Regions from separate parts of the Sus scrofa genome. Here regions 2 and 3 are each linked to region 1. Evidence: chromatin contacts called from public HiChIP or PLAC-seq data. All regions are on one chromosome and are shown on one strand. The core of a region is the stretch at or near the end of the contact, and the rest is flanking DNA. Distances in the headings are between cores, read along the strand shown.

What was found. HiChIP or PLAC-seq counts read pairs in DNA pulled down with a chosen protein or histone mark.
Region 2: an H3K27ac HiChIP or PLAC-seq map of alveolar macrophages shows a contact between it and region 1. The contact joins the promoter of FAM216A here to the promoter of CCDC63 in region 1.
Region 3: an H3K27ac HiChIP or PLAC-seq map of alveolar macrophages shows a contact between it and region 1. The contact joins the promoter of ARPC3 here to the promoter of CCDC63 in region 1. A contact is called at or near these places in 2 of 2 datasets of contacts at active chromatin or transcription factors (alveolar macrophages and skeletal muscle).

Annotation. Positions count from the first base shown.
Region 1 is chr14:32,139,029-32,142,188 of Sscrofa11.1, forward strand. It overlaps CCDC63 (coiled-coil domain-containing protein 63), which reads left to right and starts at 1,295. Exons shown (of 13, transcript XM_021072528.1): 1 at 1,295-1,629.
Region 2 is chr14:31,848,423-31,851,394 of Sscrofa11.1, forward strand. It overlaps FAM216A (family with sequence similarity 216 member A), which reads left to right and starts at 1,613. Exons shown (of 7, transcript NM_001244441.1): 1 at 1,613-1,910. The coding sequence starts at 1,819. It overlaps GPN3 (GPN-loop GTPase 3), which reads right to left and starts at 1,137. Exons shown (of 8, transcript NM_001243708.1): 1 at 1,027-1,137. The coding sequence starts at 1,074.
Region 3 is chr14:31,821,880-31,824,705 of Sscrofa11.1, forward strand. It overlaps ARPC3 (actin related protein 2/3 complex subunit 3), which reads right to left and starts at 1,573. Exons shown (of 6, transcript NM_001185135.1): 1 at 1,474-1,573. The coding sequence starts at 1,573.

The DNA of each region.
Region 1 (3,160 bases), core at 45-2,544:
TCCCAACTCCAATGAAACATCACTTTATTCATTTATCCATGACCCAAAGATAGTTGCTGAGCACTTCCCAATGCCAGGTAAACATTAGTAAATAAAATGTACATGACTCCAGCTTTCCTGGAGTTTACAAGCTAATGGAAGAGATAATAAATGAATAGACATGCCACAATTGCAAGGGAAGCATTCCCTGACTCCCCTGCCCTTTGGTAAGAATAATTAACTAATTAATTAAATTATTAATTATAAATTAACCATATGATTATGAGTGCTGGTCTCCCCTCCTAGGCTGTGAGGCCAAGGACTGTGAGGCTGTACCATGAAAGTTGGTATTATTATTATCCCCATTTCATAGATGAGGAAACTGAGGGACAGAGAGTTTGAGCAAATTGCCCAAGGTCACAGAGCTGGTAACAGGTGGAGCCAGGATTTGAACCTATGGCTCCAGGATCTATGTTTTCAATTGGTAGGTTATGAGATGATTAGGAAGAAAGAGAAAAGAAAGAAGTAAAGAAAGAAAGAAAGAGAAAGAAAGTAAAGAAAGAAAAAGAAAAAAGAAAGAGAAAGGAAGGAAGGAAGAGAGAAAGAAAGACCTCATCAGTGGTTGTGCCTATTTTGGCCAGCCAGGTCCCGCAGGAAGTTTCAGAGCCAGGCCCAGCCACAGCTGCCTTCACCTTCCCTGCTGCTGTGGGGCAGCCCAGGGTTGCACAATACACTGGGAAAATCCTTGCCACCCACCAGCTTGCTTTGGGCCATGGGGAGGAAGCAGGAGAAGACAGCTTTGAATGTGAGAGGGACTTTCTGGGATCAGCATTCCAAACTTCTTTGCTGGATAAACTGGGGTCTCAAGAGTTCCATCTCACAGCTCCTCAACCCAGCCCAGAGTTCCAAAAAGTGCTTGATAACTCTGCCCCAGTATTCTAGAGGACACATTCTCACAAGTCTGTGAGCCAATAACCTGGGTTTTCTGGGATCTTCTGTGTTCTCCTACTAAGAAAGGATTCTGGCCACAAAGACCCTGGGAACCGTTTTATGCAAGGCTGGGGCCAAGGAACAGAGCCAAGCCCTTTTTATACAAAGGATTTTTATATTGTCTTGTGTTACTGAGTTTGTATAATGTACCAAGCAGTGTGCTAAGAATTTCACGTGGATCTACACCTCCAACAGCATATAGCAAAAGTCTTGGCTCTGACATAATTTTGTTCCCTTTTTTACCAGCTGTGTGGCCTTGAGCAAGTTCCTTCATTTTTCTGAGCTTCCGTTTCCGTTTGACGTTAGCAAGATGGAGGTACTTGTCCAAAGTCACATGCTAGTAAGAAGGAAAGCCACATTTTTCCACCCACAAAACTTTCCTTAGTTCTTGATATCTGAAAACGTATTACTGTTTGTGGGCAGGAAGCGGGCAGAGCTGATTAAGACTCTACTGCTTTCAAGGAGATTACAATCTTCAGAAGGAATAGCAAATGCGATTTTTACCTGATAGATATCTTGAATCAGTTGGTAATGGCTGCCTGCCTGACCGCTGCATCCCGGCTCTGCGGAGAAAGGATGCCAGGATTGATTAGTAATGCCTGCTGAGGGATTCCAAGTGAGGAACTATTTGCTGTGCGTTTGGAACTCGAAACACCAAAGGTAGAGTTTAGAATGGTCTTTGAGGTGGCCAGACGGAGACTGCTAAGAATAAAGTGAGGGTCTGCATGGAACGCTGCAAGGGGAGGGGAAGAAGAGACAAAATTTGCATTTCAGGGAAAACTTTGGAGATGGGAGATTTTCTCTGAGGGGAAAGGGGTGGACTGTGGCTGCGAAGCCGTGTGTGGTGCAGCTCTCCAAACTGGAGGTCTCTGGGAAGACGGGACAGTACAGTCGACTAAAGAGTGCATAGGCTCTGGATGAAAAGAAACCTGAATGCAAGCCCTGACCCGTCATTTATTTAATGTGCAACTTGGGACCTATAGATTAACCTCTCTGAACCTCAGTGTCCTGTTCTGTAAAATGGGGGAGGGTTAATGGGTTGATTGCTTACTTTGCCATAGTGAACACTGACAACAATAGTACTTGCTGGTGGTGTTATCAGCGCTGCCCTTCTCTGGACTCCGGGGGGGTGACGCTCACTCCGCAGCAGGTGAAAGTGGCGCCCCTTGGTGCGCCAACACGAATGATTCCCTGAAGAAGCAGAAGCCCAGAGAGGTTGTTCCTCGCCTAAGTCACACAGCTGGCACATGGCAGACCTGGTATTTGAACTTTGGTTTGACTGCATAGTCCAGGCTTGTAACTACCAGGACCTCCTACCCACGACCAATTATTTGCCAATTTGGAAAACAGTTCAACATTCATGACGGTTGGGACTTTGGGAGAGGGCTTAAGCTGTGTAACTTACCCATGTGGATTTTTCTGCAGGGGTAGGGTAGCGAGTGAACTCATTTTCATGCCTGTGAAGACCCCGAGCACCGTGCCTGGTGTGCAGTGAAAGTAACTCAGAGCAGGAGGGTTGCTGGGAGGTTGAACCCCATTCTGAAACTGAGTGAGAAGGACAGCCCTAAAAAAAAAGAGGGTGGCAGTAGAATTTTCAAGGAAAGGGAAGCAGATGAGTCCTTGGGCTTGGGGCAAAGAGGTAAAGGGGCTGAGGAAACAGACTTGGGGGCTACTGGTGTGTCGATCTGCAGGGACATCTGTCAATCAGTTTGGGTCCCACAGGGGACAAGGGGGTAGCTGATGAGCGTTGGTGAAGGGCTTGAAGCACAGCTGTGGGCAGGAGAAAGGGAACTAGCAGAAGGTGATGGCTTCTTTGACTGGCAGGAGCAGGGAGGAGTGTGGGGAAAGGCTGCTCTGGGATCTGGAGAGAGCAATAACCTTGAGACGGAGGCGGGCTGGAGGGAGAGGAATCCTGCTCCCCAGGGCCAGGCCGCTGGCATCCAGACAGCATGGGGGTGGGGTGGGTGAGGGAACCTCCTCCCTGCTAAAACTTTGGCGACTGAATAAACACGCGATCCCGATGGGGATGATTTCCGAACATCCTGGCAGCTCTCATGTTCTTTAATTTGATAATATCGACTCTTTCAGCTTTTATTTTCTGAGACCTCAACTTCTGTGGAATCTGGTGGAACTTTCAAATAATGCAGATTCGGGGCAGGTAGCTGAGAGGATTGGGGACCACGGGTGTTTG
Region 2 (2,972 bases), core at 363-2,862, 290 kb before region 1:
TGACACCTCCACATACTCCAGTGTTTCTCACCCTCTTGTAATTTGATCAATATTTTCACAATTTCTACCATATTTGAATAACCCCAATAGGATTCCCTTAACAGTCATTTACAAGAAAAAACTATCTTTAACCAGAAAATCAGTTACACTTATCATAACGTGAAGGTAATGACAGAATTAAATACAACTTTAAAACTCTTTCAAGGAGTTCCGTTGTGCAGGTTTGATCCCTGACCTTACTCAGTGGGTTAAGAATTTGGTGTTGCCGTGTGCTGTGATGTAGGTCGCAGATGCGGCTCACATTCTGTGTTGCTGTAGCTGTGGCTGTGGCTCTGATTCGACCCCTTGCCCGGGAACCTCCACATGCCGTGGGTGTGGCCCTAAAAAGACAAAAAAAAAAAAAAAAAAAAAAAAAAAAGGAAAAGAAAAAAGTGTTGAAGATGTACTAGCAACAAACTGATGATTTCACCTCAAAGCAAACTAACAAACAACCGAAAATCAAATTTCTCAATGTATGATTCAATCAATGTTCATTAATGCCAGGCCCATGTTTCTCCTAAAGTTGCCTCAAATACCAGAAGTCCACATCTCAAGCTCTGAGAAACAGTAATTAGCGAGACCCCGCCTAAGCTTTCTGGGTTAACGACAGGTACAGATTCTGCGGTTAGTCAAAATAGATTCAAATTCCCGCCGTCACTTACTAGCTGTGCGATCTTGGGCAAAAACTTAACCTTTCTGTATCTCATTTTCCTTGCCTGCAAAACGGGAATAATACACTTATCTTACACGGTTGTGGAAATGTTTTTTAGCACAGGACCTGGGGCTTAAGTATGCAATAAAGATTAGCAAATATCATTAACCCCCTTTCAAAACAACAACAAAAAGGAAACCGAAGCCCAGGCTACATAAGCGAGATGCCCAGGGTCTCAGGGCCCCCAACACACACAGCCATCAGTTCCTCCCTCTGGACCCAACCTTCCTTCCTTCCTTCCACGAACCTCGACTTTTCTCCCGCCAAATCCTCACCTTTCCGCTGCCAGCGGGGCCCATGACCAGCTGCGCATAGCGAGGCATGCTGGCTTCCCCGATTCCTGGCGCCGCCACTCACACAAAGTCTGAACACCACACTCCCTTCAGCCTTCGCGCGACGCCCCCTGAGTTCCGGGCACAAGACGTACAAACCAATCGCAATTCGAATTCTTCTTGCGCCTTCTGTTTTGCCACACCTCTGATTACGGAGCGTCCCGAAGGCCAAATCCCGCGTGAAACGCGTTCTGCGAAATGCCCGGGGAGGTTTTGCGCATGCGCAGAAGTATTTGGCGGACCTCCGGTTTAGAAACTGGCGAAGTCTGGTTACCTTGGTGATAACGGACAACTGATAACCCTCTGCATCCCTAAGCCGGGTGCTTTGGTCCTGGGTTTGCGTATTTATGTTTGACCTATATGGTGACCCTGAAGATCTGCAAATTTGCAGAGGGTCTGGAATACTAAGGTTGGAGGGCAACTTTCATTTTAGAGGGAAGGTACATTTCCTTTCCGTGACGCATCCCTTCCACAGAAAGATGCAAACGTACAAACGCGCAGTCAACTGAAGAATACCCGCCCCTCCCCCAACTTAACTCTAGGATCGTGGATCTGCCCTCCCCGCTCTCCCGAAGCTATTCGGGCACTGTCCGGATTGCATCGGAGGGGGCTAGAATCTGGCGTCCGCCTCTTCATCCCCAATATTGCCGGGTCTGACGCACGCGTGCCGACAGGGGAGGGGAAAGGGGAAAGCTTCTCCTGCACGCAGCTCGCGGGCCGGGCACCTGGGAGGAGATGCCTGGCCAGGGTCCAGTGTCTGACTGGACGGAGTGCAGTGCTTCCGCAGAGCCTTCCGCAGTGGCCAGGACCGAGGGTGCCTGCGGCGGGTGAGGTTGCCGGGCCCTGAGGGGTTTGGGAGGACGGCGACCAGCCCCTGCTCGTGATCCCCATGTAGAGGAGGGGGTGGGAACTGGTTGCTCTGAAGGACTGGTCCCCAGTGTCCTGAAGTGGGAGGAAAGGAGAACCTTTGCTATGGCCGAGATGGGAAATATGGAAGCCTACGCACAGTTTAGGGGAAGGGCTTCTGAGGGAAGCTTAGGAGGAGGGTTGGTGCAGTGACTGTCTAAACACAGTGACTGCGGCAATCGCCTGGGTGCCTCTCTGCCCCGAGGGGGCGCTACGAAATCTGCTGGAAAATTGGCCGTCTGGCCGTAGTATTTCTACAGAAAGGAGTTGGCTGGGGGCACCATGGGAATAGAGGCTCAAACGAGCGCTTCCAAATCAATAAATCTCTTACCTGTGTGTGACATTAGCCACCTTTATGTTAAACTGGGATTCATAATCTGCGACAGATGACTATGAATATTAGAGGCGCCTTGATTTTGACATTTTGTTTACTCAGTAACTCCTTTCTTCATAAATCCATTTCATTTCGAGGAGGTTTTTACTATTATTTCCTGGATGCTGAAGACAATTAGCTGCTGAAGTTACTTCCTCATCCCTTGCATCCATTATTCCCTAAAAGTGAGAGCTGCCCGGTATTCCTCTCAAGCCCACAGTCATGGCTCCTGTTGCACCCCATGGCTGTCTTAATATACTTGGTGGATTGACGAATTTTAAAGATGGGATAGGGTCATGTGTTTCTTTTCTATTTTTCACAGTGCTTGGTGAAAGTTTTCTTTTTTAAATTTTTTTATTATACTTGATTTACAATGTTCTGTCAATTTCTGCTGTACAGCAAAGTGACCCATATATATATATATATATATATTCTTTTTCTCAAGGTAAAGTGGTGAAGTTCTGGATCCTAGTATATCAGGGGATCAATGAACTCTTGGTCACTGAATAAGTTGCAGGAAGAGGAAAGGGAGAGTGTTTTGTCTTAATTTGAGAATAGAAAAAATGAACTTGTACAAAATTAGAAACATTGCAGACCATCCTATCACTTC
Region 3 (2,826 bases), core at 323-2,822, 320 kb before region 1:
ATCTTAACCCAATGTGCCAGACCAGTGATCGAACCTGTGTCCTGGCACTGCAGAGATGCTGCCGATCCTCTTGCACCACAGCTGTAATTCCTACTCTAGGGTATTTCAACAATCTGAAAAGAGAGCTGGGCCAACATTGCACTATAATTCTTTTACATTATTTTTCCTCCTTTTGGTCTGTTTTTTTCCATCTCAGAATCAAGTAAAGACTGTGGTGACTCATCAAATTTATTAAGTTTACTGAGCTTTCAACTGGTGTTGAAAACAAAATTAAATTAAGAAGTCAAGTCAAATAGTCTGGCAGAGGAATTGAAATGGGTCAGGACAAGGTCGGTAACCCAGACCACACTCTTAGAAACCATGAATGGAACTCAGCACAGACCTTTTCTGGGAGCAGGGAAACCGTGTCTAATATAACACAAATTACATTGTTGGCAGAACACCTCAGAATGTGTCAGAAGAGTTTCAGTATCTGAAAAGAATGGAGCTCTCTGAACAGTAAAAAATGGTTCCCCCCCCAAAAAAAAGAGTACCAAGAAAGAAAGCAAAGATATCAAATTCAGAAAAAGAGAAGAAATGAAGAATAGCTGAAGGAAGCAGATGTAGATAAGGAAGAGATTAAAATATGTTTTGTGTTTTTCCAGCTTGATGACAAAGAAAGAATGAGAAAATGGCGTTTAACAGAAGTAGCAGCATTAGACTAGTTCATAAGAATTGATAGGGATGATAGAAAGAGTAGTGAGGAGTTCCCGTCATGGCTCAGTGGAAAGAAATCTCACTGGCATCCATGAGGATGCAGGTTCAATCCCTGGCCTCGCTCAGGTTAAGGGTCTGGCGTTGTCATGAACTGTGGTGTAGGTCGCAGACACGGCTTGGATCTGGCATTGCTGTGGCTGTAGCGTAGGCCAGCAGCTACAGCTCCAATTCAACCCCTGCCTGGGAACCACCATGTGCCACAGATATGCGCCCTAAAAAGAAAAAAAAAAAAAAAAAAAAAAAAAAAACCCACAAAAAAACAAAAAACAACAAAAAAAAGAGTGGTGGGAATTAAGTACATTTTCTCTTTACTCTCAACAAAATATTCTGCAGAAATTGGCAACAATATTACAGTTTCTTACTGAATACAACATATACCCATGAACTTTTAATGTATTTATTTATTTATTTATTTATTTATTTATTTATTTATTTTTAGGCGCACACCTGTGGCCCTAGGGGGTCTAATCAGAGCTGCAGATGCTGGCCAGGGATTGAACCTGCATCCTCATGGATCCTAGTTGGGTTCATTACCACTGATCCAGAAGGGAATTCCCATATACCCATGATCTTAAAAGGTCTAGAGCACAATATCCACAAGCAAATAGAAAATACAAGAGAAACCTTAGACATAATTTCCCTGATTTGATAACGTCATAGGGTTAGTAGGTATTTCATACCAAAATCTGAAAATAATGGTAAAGGGTTTTGACTTACTTTCTCTAGGGGCAGGTCCTTTGAACTGACTCCTGATAGGCAGCAATGCCATGTTTCCAATGAGTTTGGTGTCGGGGTCCATGAGGGAAGAGTGATAAGCCTATAGTGACAAGCCAGGTGAGAATACAAAAGGAGAAAGAGAGCAAATGTTAGTGGGGCTGTCAAGTACACTTCCCCAAGGGGTAAAAAAAAGAGTAATCCACCCCAGATTAACTGGCTCATGAAAACTGACTATTAAATTTTGAGGAATTTTGAAATTATCACAAATTTGTAAATTAACCATACTTCAATAAAAATAAAAAAATTTTTTAAATTTTGAGGAATTTTGAGAAAATGTGAGGCAATCTGGTTGTTGAAAACAGCCATTGCAGGAGTTCCCGTCATGGCGCAGTGGTTAACGAATCCGACTAGGAACCATGAGGTTGAGGGTTCGATCCCTGCCCTTGCTCAGTGGGTCAAGGTTCCCGCGTTGCCGTGAGCTGTGGTGTAGGTCACAGACACGGCTCGGATCCTGCGTTGCTGTGGCTCTGGCGTAGGCTGGCAGCTACAGCTCCGATTCGACCTCTAGCCCGGGAACCTCCATATGCCACAGGAGCGGCCCAAGAAATGGCAAAAAGACCAAAAAAAAAAAAAAAAAAAGAAAAAAGAAAACAGCCATTGCTAAATTTAATTATATAGATTTGCAATTAAATACATCACATTAAAAACAAGGGTGATGAGTCTCACAATTCATTGCTTCCTATTTTATTTTACTTTTTAGGGCTGCATCCACAGCCAATGGAAGTTCCCAGGCTAGGGGTCGAATTGGAGCTGTAGTCACCGGCCTATACCACAGACACAGCAACGTGGGATCCGAGTCATGTCTGTGACCTACACTGCAGCTCATGACAATGCTAGATCCTTAACCCACTGAACAAGGCCAAGGATAGAACCTGCATCCTCATGAATACTAGTCAGGTTTGTTACTGCTGAACCACAATGGGAACTTCCATTAGTTCCTATTTTAAAAAATTATTTTATTGTTGTCATGAGGTTATTTACATCTTCTGAATCGTTATGGTGGAAACACTATGGTATGAGGCATCTCTTTCAACTCCATGTTCAGTGACATCACAATAGAAACTGGTAGAGTACTTACAGATTCCTAGTTCTGCTTTTTACAAGATGTCTGGGCTGAGGACAGCAGTGACAACGCTGGATCCTCAACCTGCTGAGCCAGTAGGGAACTCCCAGATGTCTAGTTTTTTGAGACATTTACTCATTCATTCACCAAACGATTACTAAGCACCTTCATGCTGATATAATGGCATGCAAGATCAGAAAGGGCTCTGTCTTTGAAGAACTTCCAGGCAA